Linked DNA regions of Rattus norvegicus: region 1 is linked to region 2. The links are chromatin contacts, called in public Hi-C maps. All regions are on one chromosome and are shown on one strand. Each heading gives the region's core, a stretch centred on a gene start, on an enhancer-like site or on the middle of the called end of the contact. The rest is flanking DNA. Distances are from core to core; before and after follow the strand shown. Region 1 overlaps Cwc27 (CWC27 spliceosome associated cyclophilin). Region 2 overlaps Adamts6 (ADAM metallopeptidase with thrombospondin type 1 motif, 6).

Evidence for each region. A called contact is a pair of places that touch in the nucleus more often than the background predicts.
Region 1: a Hi-C map of hepatocytes shows a contact between it and region 2, with 2.0 times the contacts expected there. The contact joins two enhancer-like sites. A contact is called at or near these places in 4 of 12 Hi-C or Micro-C datasets (the A7r5 cell line, hepatocytes, kidney and 1 more).

The regions. Positions count from the first base shown.
Region 1 is chr2:37,676,885-37,683,060 of GRCr8, reverse strand. It overlaps Cwc27 (CWC27 spliceosome associated cyclophilin), which reads left to right. Exons shown (of 14, transcript NM_001013199.1): 10 at 350-501. Among named protein-coding and RNA genes, the nearest start is that of Cwc27, 29 kb to the left of the region's middle. Within about 2 kb of position 3,165, at least 7 of the 93 cell types and tissues checked have an H3K27ac peak or open chromatin away from gene starts, as enhancers often do. A contact at or near this core is called in hepatocytes, where this site is marked.
Region 2 is chr2:37,362,045-37,367,835 of GRCr8, reverse strand. It overlaps Adamts6 (ADAM metallopeptidase with thrombospondin type 1 motif, 6), which reads right to left. Exons shown (of 24, transcript NM_001108544.2): 24 at 763-3,793. The coding sequence ends at 3,684. Among named protein-coding and RNA genes, the nearest start is that of Adamts6, 210 kb to the right of the region's middle. Within about 2 kb of position 3,650, at least 3 of the 93 cell types and tissues checked have an H3K27ac peak or open chromatin away from gene starts, as enhancers often do. A contact at or near this core is called in hepatocytes, where this site is marked.

The sequences.
Region 1 (6,176 bases), core at 1,916-4,415, 320 kb before region 2:
TCTTCAGTGTACCGCCTCTCTCCTTCTTGAATCAGTTCCTGGTTGATGTTGTGCTGGTCAGCTGCCTCAGGAACCACATTTCTACTGGGATAAGGATAGCACTGTGTGTAGACAAGAACCTTGGGTGATATAAAGGGAGAGCCACACAGAAGAGCTGGGAGTGAAGGGAGCCAACTATCCTTGGGATCCTGTCTTACTTGCCTAGAGCAGAATTCAGGGGTTACCCCAAAGGGAGAGGAGTCCTCAACACCTTAAACAAACTAAACAAACCTGGCCTAGAACTCAGCAGGCATTTCAGATGAGTCTCTGGACACAATGCCTGGATACTTCTCACCCTAAGCTTTCACAGGATGCTGAAGATGACAGTGTAGAGCATGATGGCTCCATGGAGGAGGATGAGAAGAACCTGATGAGAGAAAGAATCGCAAAACGGTTGAAGAAAGATGCAAGTGCCAATGTGAAGTCAGCCGGAGATGGGGAGAAGAAGCCCGCAAGCCGAAGGTGAGTCAGGCGTGATGTTCTGGGCATCCGTGCCCTCCACTTGACGCCTCTCTTCAGGGGACCGAGTACTCTATTCACTGAACTGTAAGCTCCCATTGCCTAGTGTTTCTTAACTGCTCCACTTGTGAAAACCAGCCTCTTCGTGGCCTAAATGAGACCAGAATCAAAGTAAATTTAATGTACAGTAAACAGTACATTAGCTGCATGTACAAAATCGTATTAACTAATACCAATGAGAACATTAAATGACTTATATAAGAGAGACAGCCTCAAAAATTTTGGTGAGTAAAATTTCTCCAAATGGTGAATAAAGTGGGTTGAAACTGTTCTTAGATGCCTTTTCAAGTCTGATTGACTAAAAACCACACACCTGCTTGGTCATTGGTATTGTGAAATAAGTTTCAGTAAAGCAGGAAGTTCTGTCTGGTGTTGTTTGTTGGATTTTGTGACTTGACATTTTGCTTTTTTGAAATTTGACTCAGTTTGAAACCTCCCTCCCTTCCTATATGACTCTTCATTACAAATCTAGGGTATACATCTTAAATATCACTGCATTACAGAGTCATGGGATGTCTTTTCTTCAGTGGACCTATGCAATACAATGGAAGTAAATAAATAAGTTCATGTGTGTTTCCCAGCCTTGTGTGGGAAGCTTAAGTGTTGAGGCATTTGCATTGCAGAGGCCCCTCAATATTTGCTTTGTTTAACCAAAATTAAAAGTGAGCCCTAGAAATTTCTACTGATAAAATTTTTGTGTTCAGAAATGGAACTTAGAAATTATTTTATTCCTCTGCTTTGCAGCAGATATCCCTGAAATTCAAATAATCACTGATTGATAGTTTCTATCCCCCTGTTCTTTAACCACGTACTATTTAAAGGTTTTTATGGATTAAAGGAGTTTTTATTGTTATTTTCTTTTAGATTAAGCTTATACTGCAACTTTTTCTTCTTTCTTTTTAGATAATTTAGTAGGCAAAACTAATACTAATTTGTTGTTTGTTTAATTGTGCGTATATCTAAGTATGTATGTGTGGGTATTTCTTAAATTCTGAACTCTATCTTGTTGGATTCAGTACAATTTAAAATACATATATAACATGTAACTAACATAAGTTATAATTTAATACAATTAAATTTTCTATAAGATCTAATTAAGGCTTATTTTTAATACACTTCTCATAAGTGACTAAAATTGGTTTGTTTCATATGAAAATACCAAACATTACATTTTTCAATATTGTGTTCATCCTTACCATACAGGGTTGTCTTTCAAGAATTGTCATTTGTGGTGTGGTCATGTTGCGCAAACATGACATGAGTGGCTAGTGTAGGATATGATCTTGATGGTGAATAATGAACTGAGACTATAGTTAATGAGGAGACTGGTTGACAGATGGTAGTCTGTGGCAGCTAAAGAGACTGGTGAAAGCTCTGACTTAAACAGACACTGCTGGTCGTGGTTTGTAGACGGTACAGCCAAAGGCAGAGTGCTAACCAGTTTAACAGACCCTGCTGGTCATGGTTTGTAGACGGTACAGTCAAAGGCAGAGTGCTAACCAGTTTAACAGACCCTGCTGGTCATGGTTTGTAGACGGTACAGTCAAAGGCAGAGTGCTAACCAGTTTGCTTTGTGCTGATTTCATCTTCGAGCCTACGTTACCTCCCCAAAGCTTAGTCACCACACAGCATCATCTTGGGGTTTAGGCATGCAGGATCGGACATTGGAGAGCCACTAATATTTGGTAAGGAGAGAGGAGAGGAGACTAACAGACATTTATCAGTGTCTGAGCGTGAGAGGTGGTGGCTACCTAAAGGGGTTCTGGACTCTTAAGGGGAGAAGTGTGAGTCAGAGGCATGTCTGTCCTGTCGTCTGAGGCCTAGTTCTTATGTGACTTCTTAGATACTTGCATCCTAGACAATGTCTAGTGAAAGTTTACTTTTGACATACTGTTAGCACACTTTAAATCCTAAATCACTACGTTTATGAGTACTTTGTACATTCACAGTATTAGGAATAAAACCTTTATTGAAGTACTTGTAAGCCCTCTAAGGAAAGTAAATTTAGGAAAATTAATTCTCTAAAAGTGCTTTTAAATTTAAGGTAAGAACTTCACATGGCAGAAGGAGAAAACTGATGCCCAAAAGTTGTCCTCTGACTTCTGTATTTGTAGAGGTCATTTAAAACAAATGTTTATTATTAAGTTTTGAATAAATATAAGCATTATGAATATTAGTTGATTTTAATCTTTTCTGTAAAGTAATTGATAAATGTTCCTAGAAATATGAAGCAAACATTTATTTCTAACTACTTCTCTCTTCACTCAAAGGTTCTGTCCATGCCCTTCACTCCCTCCCATCTCTGAAGAGGCTCTATGATGAAATGAGCTCGTCAGAATTCTTGGTATAGGCTCATAAAAACTTAAACCCCATTTCTCCTCATGTGTGCCCAAGGCTGGATAAAGGCTTAAAATGTTCACTTTCCCTCCTGTCAACCCAAGCTGGTTGAGTATCTCTGGAAGTGGAAAGTTTTAGCCTAAAGCTTAATGTAATGAGTTGTGTTTGCCTGTAGGTGGCACTCAGTGGCTACAAGTTAGTCATGTAAAAGCCAATTGAGTTTCCTGCCCTGCTTTTTATTTCCTGCATCCGTGTACTGATTCAAAATAGCTAGTTAAACATTAGCATCAGATGGAGGGAGAGACCAGTCAGATACCATTTGTTGTAACGATTGCAGTCATACGAAATCACTGCCTTTCACGGTGTAGTTTCTGTTCTGCAGGAGCAGTACCAAGTAGTAAGACACAAGTATTAAAGTTGAGGAAGAAGACCTTATGAATTGGTTAAGCTTTAAATTATGAAACATATTAACATAAAGTCAAAAGTGATATATTCATAACTCCTGAGGGCTGGATGAAAAATAAGCTAACACTAAATTTAGTCCCTTTCATATTCCTCTGTTGAGTTTACAATGTTTGACTAGGATGTCTCGTGGAAGTTTGAGTGATTTCCCCTGTAGGAATTCTAGCCCTCTCAGGAAAATGTTCCGCAGACTTTAAGGTTGTGTGAATAGATACACATATCAGAGAGATGGGCTACTTTTGATTGAAATCACACTTAGAAAGTTAAGTTTTCCATGGTATATAAGTGGTTTTCTTTCCTTTACAAATTAAAAAAGGTAACCTGGTAATTACATTTCAAAAAATAAAGGTAACACATTAAAAAAATGACAATATAATTTTTAAAGCATAGTAAAATTTAAAAGCTCAAATCACGTGTGCATTCTAGCAAGTAAACTTAGAGCTCCTGAAGTGTGGCTTCCAGATGTCCCCACCATGATCTCAGTACCTTACAGGCCAGGATGGAACCGAGCAGTCGGAGGGCGCTTCCTCCTCTTACCCTAGTGCTGTGGAATGAGGCAGGGAGTGGAAAGAGGGAAAGAAACAGAAATACCTGGCTTAAATTCTGGATAATTAGTCTACATATAAGACTTGTAATTATTTCTTTGGTCTGAAGTAATAGTGGTCTAAATGTGTTTTCAGCAAACATTTTGGTTGGACGCAGATATGAAGGTCTAACTCGGTCCTGCTTTTAATAATATCTGCATATGTAAGAGCTGTTATGAAACATAAAGATACAGGAGAAATGTTTTCTGTCTGCAGAAGCTCACTCTCTAATTGGTGTTGTTTGGATGCTTCTCCAGAGTTCACTTGTAGCAGTATTAGAGATGGGCTCTTAACGATTAGAGATCGTTAGGGCCCGAGGACAGTCACACTAATTAGTGTGATTATTCAAGGATGGGTTAGGTATCTATCTTAGCATTGGATGCTGGTAAAAGAGTTTGCTCACTTGGTCCTCCCTCACACACTCATGCTCTTGCTTCTGTCATCAGTCACCTCACCAGCTACACGAAACTTCAGTGTGGACCTCCCACACTTAAGGTCTCACGATCCAGCTTCAGAATGTTCTGTTCTCAGCAAACACAAGTCCTGAAAGTTCAAGAATTGTAGACAGTATGGCATATGCTTTATTGTACATGCGTGTGAAGTGTCACAGGCAGTGAGTAAGTGATGTATATTCACAAAATACACCAAATTAGGAAAAGCAAAAGAGGGCCAGAGGTGTGGCCCATGCCTGCAGCCCTGCATTCAAGAGGGTGAGGTTGGAAACTCATGAGTTTGAGGTAGCCTGGGCTAGACAGTGACAAATACTACAGGTTTCATACATGCCATCCTAGTTGTAGTAAGATGAGGAATCTTTAGAGCCACTATTCAAATACTAACTTGTGCATAAAGCTCAACTCTTTAGAGTAATGCCGCACTAGATGGTTTATTTTACTGCCTTTACCTGTTATGGTTAAAATTCTGGATTAGTATTGGTTGTAATATAAACCATCTCATACTTTAATATTTCTGGCAGGTTTCCTTTTTCATTCTGTTTGGATCTTTATTGCAGGAATTTTGGGTATTCTCAACAAAACTGTTCCTTGAGCTATTTGAAATAATATACTACTTTAAATGTGCCAGGTCAGTTCACTGAGTCTTGGTTAGTCCATATGCAAGGGGTCACCTTCAAACCACACTCTGGCCCCTTATATTTGAATCCAAGCAAATCCTGCAGAAATGCGACAGCTCTGTTTTTACAATTACTTTCCATAAGACAGACAGGAAGCTGTGAAATGGACATTGTGGGAAGGGCATCCTGTCAAAACAGACAAGAGGCATTTGCATGTCTATAGAATATATTTATTCATATTACCCACTAGAGTTGCAATCTACTGATCTTGCACCATCTGTTGTTTATGGGGAACAGACTTATACATCTGAAATGTATTATTGAAATTTTATTGCAAAACATTCTTTAAGTCATTCAGCATTTGATGAAGTATTCTCTACCCTGGGATATGTAGTCCCACTGAAGAGTTTCCGACACTGGTTGCTTTCTTGTCATCCCCAGCGGCTCATTATGAATCCACCTGTTGACTAAACATGCCAGCACATTTGGAGTAAGGAAGATGACAAGGGCTACCAGCAAGTCACAGAGCACAGAACATTGTACAAGGGCCTGCGGGAGATTATGTCTTGTGATTCTGTCTAGGCCTGTCTTCTCTCCCTCAACACCCAACTCTTGAGATTTTTACTACTCTTGGGGTATCTCTTGGATTTTGCATATTCATTGAGTATATTTATAGTTTCTGTAGCCAAGGAGTTGTTCTGGTTTCCCACAAACCAGAAACCAAATACTTATTGTACCTTTTCAGTATAACTAGGCACTTTGCCAAGTTTTTTTCCTCCACAACAAAGCTACAAGGTATACTTTGTGGTATTATCCTTGGTTTTACAAATGAAACAAAGAATCCCAAAACACTTGATTTCTAAAAGGCAAAGTGCCTTGACTTTTGTCCATGGCTGTATGGCAGCACAGCCAGGGCCCAGGCTGTAATGCTCTGTTCCACCTCTCCAGAGCCTGGGGAGTAGGACCCAGTCAGATGTGTCTAGCTAAAGACAGCTTGGCACAGGATTTTTTTTTTTCTAGCAGTGAGCACAGGTTCAGTCAAAAACGCATTTCGAAAAATAAGATGGGAAGCAATTGAGTAAGACATCGGGACATTAACTTCTGACCATCCACACAGGCCAAAACACTCAAATACTGTGCGCGCGCACACACACAAACACACACAC
Region 2 (5,791 bases), core at 2,401-4,900:
ATACATAGCAAAGACTGACCTCATGACCCAACCTAACAAGTGCTGTGATAATAAATAAATACTACCATGCCTGGTCCAATCTGACTTATTTTATGTGCAATATTGCACGCGTATGTATGGGACAAGTGTTGGTAGAATAAAACATCGTTGTGTTCAGTCATTTATGTCTTCTTAGTTGATTTAGTCATTTATGTCTTCTTAGTTGATTTAGTCATTTATGTCTTCTTAGTTGACAGATGAAGTTGCTACTATGGAAACATTTTATGCTTCTGTATGGCCTTCAGTCTGAAAGGGAATGTCTGAAGATGAAAAGTGTTCCCATTATGTTTCTATGTGCCCAGTGGAATCATCATAGAAAAATTTGTCCAGTATGAGTTCACTGTTCAGTTCTCTTTCCGTGGTGAAGCATCTATATCTTTAATAAAATGGATAATTTGTAGGGGAGGAAAAGAACAAAGGATGGAAATGTCCATTGTTGAATGAAGGTGTGTGGCAGTGGCCATGGATTCCTTTCAAGCCTTTTGAAAAGTATGCTGGTAGGCGGCTAGCAGGGGCAGCCCAGTGGAAAGCCTGAAGCCTTTGCATTTATTAGAGCTATGACACTTGGCCAGATGCAATCCCGGAGGCCATGATGAGAGTATGGCAAAGCCCTCCATCATGCAGTGCTTGAGTAAATTTGGACTATAGATATCTGGTACTCTCAGGGACAAGCACTTACTGCTACAAGATCAAGGCAATCATTTTAGGAAACAGACAACTTCATCTGCATCACTTTTACAAGCTGAAGATTTTATTATTTACTGAATTATCTATGTTAAAAAACATCTGTGCCTGGTATGAAATTTCACTCCATCAAGTGTTGCAATGACTTTCATTTCCATTACGAGCAGGAGAATGAATAAAGGACAGGTGTTAGGAAACATGGCAATAAATTAGAATATAATTTACAAAAGCAAAAATAGTAACAGTGTACCACATTAATACCGAGTATAAAATAATAAGCAACAACTAGTCACAATAATACAAAGGTAATTTTGTTCTGTATTATTAACGATACCTATAAGACATTCACTCAAATACATAAATTCCTAATTAAATGGACTATTGGGAAGTCATACCTGCCTTTAGGGGTTCAATCATTTGGGTATATTTAACATTCCTTTTTTTGGGAGGCCTTTATGCCAGTGGCAGACACTGCTCCTAACCATGGGTACCCTGGTACCCTAAGTAGTCAATACAGCTCATAACACTTGGAGTGCTTGCCAAGGCAGCCCGGCCTCCGCTGCTGATCCCTGCCACCTTGTAGGACAGAGATGGCTGCAGTAGCAGTGGTGGTGTGCTGTGCTATGGAAGATGCTCTCTGCTCTGTGTAACCTGCTCAGGATTAAGTTCAGGGTCTCCTTGAGAATGTTGAATCCTGTTATACCCATGCTTTGCTTCCCCCACAGAAGGAAGGCTGTGCTGCCCCTGGCAGTAGCCTGTCAGCAATGCCAATGCACTTCCTGTGGAGAGCTCAGGCTGATCTCTTATCCTAGCTAAGCACAGTACCTGGGAGTCAGCCCTTGCGGTGTTAGCTTCCAAGTGAGGTAAATACAGCTTTCTACAAGTACTGTAGGAAATCTTCTTGGAATATAAGCATGAGTTAGTATTAAAGTTGATTAAAAAATATCAGATCTGGATAGCAAGCCTATGTGTAAACTGCCTCGGCGATCGCCAGTCTTCCTATATTTTACCAGGCACATTAGCACCAAGTTAACTGTCCTTTGAAAAGGACCAAGGGAATTCAAGTCTGGGCCAGGCTCCCATGTGTTGCCTTACTTTACTGGAATGGCGGTGATGGCACTCAGGCTGGTCTTCTCAGGGCAGTTATATGGAGGTGTTGGCCTCCTCTGGAAAACGTGGGGATGATACTGAGGAAGAAGCAGGGAATGAGATATGGCTGGTCACACTGGACTGTGGGCTAGCATCCAGGCCAACTGTACATAGCAAGTAAGAAGCCGAGGAGGCCTTTGGTGACAGCCTTTCTAAGGTCACCACATAGGTGACACACCAAAATCTATCTTCAGAGCACAGTGGTAGATAAGTGAGACATGCTCTTAAATGAAAATATTCTCTTTGTTACCATGTAGGTGTTTAGTTTGTTTTAGACGATGCTGTGTGTATGGGGCACACATGTGAAGGACTAAGGAGGTGTGCTCGACAGAAAGCACATTCACCAACAACCTACTACAAATTACAAATGTTCAAGTACGAAGTATTAGCGTAAGCAAGTACCCTTAAAAATCTACTTGTCGAATCTTTTGATGGCAACTTGTGAAGCTTGGAGATGGGAAGACCCAGGCTAGTCATTTCAGTTCAGTAAAGTGTGATTTTTAGAACCTGACACGCCCAGGAAACTGGGTTTCACATTTAATTGCCATTGAGACTATCTGTAAAAATGATGTGGTCAAGTGACTTTTAAATTTATATTGTGATCTCTCTTCGTGGAGCTTTTCTTCTTTGGTTGTTATCCTCCCCGACTTTAAAACTCACAGAAACAGCACATTTATATGCAAGCAAACTCACCTGTTTCCCCCACTCAGGAGTGTCTGCACACACACACACATACACACACGTATACACTTGCTCTCATATAAATAAATGCCCTTCTACCATATCAAAGAAGGGACATCTGGAACCCATCGTGCTGTCAGCAAGTGGCTGTTACTGAGCGAGCTTATCTTTCCCATGGCATTGTCGCCATGAGCTTACCATGCATGCAACAGCCCAGTAGGGCAGAAGCTGATCTGTGGCTGGTGGGGATGTAAACACTAAGGAGTCCGGGTGACTCGAGTACGGCACCCCACGTGATGGCTGCAAAGGGCATGGTGCTTCAGTCTCTGCCATAGCCTAGGTCTGGCTTCTGCATGAAATTGAAATGTTTCTCTCTTAAAGTTTTAATGGAAATCTCAGCTTCACTTGCACGACGGCAAGCTGGCCACTGAGTTTATAGACATGCGCAGCTGCAGCAATGGCTGCGCGGCTTCAAGCCAAGCCCTCACTGTTACTGGAGTTTATACAGGGCTCACAGCAGTGTTCAGAACAGGGGTTACTCCTAAGGAAAGTAAGTGGGACAGAGAAAAATAATACAAACTTTCATTACTTTTGATTTATAGTTGTTTCTTAAATTACAGTTTAAAGCCCATTTTATAATTTAAGTTTGGTGCTATTGTGGTGCGATAAAGGGTAGTAAATATTTTTAAGCTATGACTTAAGAATTCTGACTCTCTTCTACTTTCATAGTTAACCAAGTCATAATAACTACATTTTAAACAGTCTTAAATACAAATGGATTCAGTGTCATTGCTAAGTCCATAATAAAAATTATCTTAATGGTCCAAGGAGGTAAACAGGCTGTTAGATTTACTCGAAAGAACACAAACGTTCCACAGTAAGTGAGTTTCCTGTGTTGTTTGGATCTCTCAGATCTCCCTCCTGATACCGTGTCCAGCACTTTGGATCAATAAATCCCACTTCACAGAAGTTAAAATAATATTGAAATCCTGTCAGCTGGGGCTGACCAGTGGTTACATTTTCCACAGGGTAATGCTTTTGTAAGAACATCCATCCGCTTCCTCTGGGTGGCTCTCGTTGACGGACGGGTTTCCATGATGAAATGACAGGACTGTCTGGCTCTCTGCGGGTCAGTGTCCTTGGCAGGTCTTACAACACATCTGTCTGAAGTATGCGCGGCTGCAGAACTTGAACTTCAGCACCAGTGGGCAATATGCCACTTTGTTCACATCTTTGCACTCTAACAAACAGAGGCAGAAAGTGGGAAACAATCAGAGTCACGTCAGCGAGCTGATGAGCCTGCCAGCGAGCAGGGAAGACCCCACTGGCCGATCCACCCTGTCTTGCGTGTCCCTGTGACTTCTTTTTTTATTTTTTTAATTTTGTTTTTGTTTTTAAACACACTGTCTGGAACAGCCTACCAGAAACATTCTTTTGGTATATTTTAACACAGTTTTAAAAAAAATGCAAGGCTTTTCTTCCAGAGTTTTATAAGTGTGGTGCATGCCCACTGTGTCTTGAAAGAATTACCATTTGTTGGGATGAGTGATCGCTTTAGACATCTTGGAAACACGAGTCATTTTTCTTACAGTGTTTTTATTGCTTCTTTCTCAAGGGTTGTTTTATTTAATGTGTAAGGTTATCCAGAATCAAACCTGAGTCGCACTGTCTGATCCCAAAGTCCACATGTCTTTCAGTCACGCTGCACGCAAAGGTGCGGACAGTGTCTGGACTCAGCAACTCCATCATAAGGAGGAGAGCTGTGAGGGGCTGGCCTCCAAGGGCAGCCCTCTATGGGCTTTGGAAACATAGAAATGTCCTTTTTAATCTGGAAGTGAGCTACAGATACGGCCTTCTTTGCTCCTGTGTGTATTTTCTCACCAGCGTTAGAACAGCCACAGCTGCAGTGTGCAGCTCTTGCAACCAGAGGTGAAGGAGTGAAAGACCCCCTCCTCCCCCAGGGCTGGTGGCAATGGTGAGGCTGAGAACTTCGATTGACAGGGGCCACGCCTTCCTCTTCCATCAGTACAATCTACTACTGCAAAGGTGACTCCTCTTTAGTATTATGGTTATTTTATTTGGGGATTTAAAAATATTTGAGAACACAGTTGCTTAAATTTCCACATTCCTCTACCTGATTATACTGAGCTATCCCAAGAAAACCACTTCAGGCAATTCAGACTCATGGCGACCCAGGAATAATTCAATGTAACGTAACTTTTGGTGTTCGTTTGTTCTGTCCTGGTTTCAAATCTGCATGGACATGAAAAATGAGTATAAACTAAGGAGAGTGCTGCTAGCTCTTCTTAAAGAGTGAGGTACAGTCTTATGCTCCTGCTTTAAAAGCTCTTTTCCTTCCAATCTGAAATAGGAACCCTCAAGTCGTCTAAGAATATAAACTCTGCTGTTTTACTTGAGTGCTGTCAACACCCCCACTCAAGAGTCAATACAAAAGGGAGGAATAGTTAGAAATTTGATTGGAAAATGTTGTATTAGGAATCTCAGTGAATTTGTTTGGGTTGAAAGGTGTTAATGAGGGGCCCAAAAATGTCCCATTTAAAGTTGCACTGAAGAAGGAGCTCAGATGACAGAGCCTCCTGTGCATCCTCTTCTGCAGAGTGGAGAGCAGTAAGTGCAGGAGAGAGAACCGCTGCTGCTGTCACCCACGGTTAGGAATTAGTGCCCTTCTGCCTGATTTTAGGGAGAAAGCAAGAGGACACGTGGTAACCTTCTCGGTGAAAATACAGCACTTCAATTACTACTGAGGAAATATTGCCCCCAGAGACACAAATCAGCTTTGAGACCGAAGAGAGGGCAATATTCTTTGGGTCACAGCTTTATTGGAAGAATCATGACTCCATTTTTGGAAGATATCTTAGATTGGGAAAATTGAGTCAAGCAAAATATTAGTAAATACAGACCTTTTTAACCCTTTGATTTAGACTTTGTGAATAGATTTTAAAAATGTATAGTGAATAAAGTGGAATCTTCTTTTTCTACCCACTCAGTATAAATAGTGGAGGATTTTTCCATGGGTAGGTACTGGAATCTGGAATTTCTCCTGCAAGTGGTGGCCATGAACTATATCTAATCCACAGGGGTGGGATGCAAGTGGGTATTAGCCTAGGTGTCCCTCCCCAAACTGCTAAGTTAGTTCTCAACTAACTTCTTTGGAAGCAGAAAATCATCAGGTCCTAGAAGCAGGATCAAGCTTAGAGAGGTGGGAACTGATTGCGAG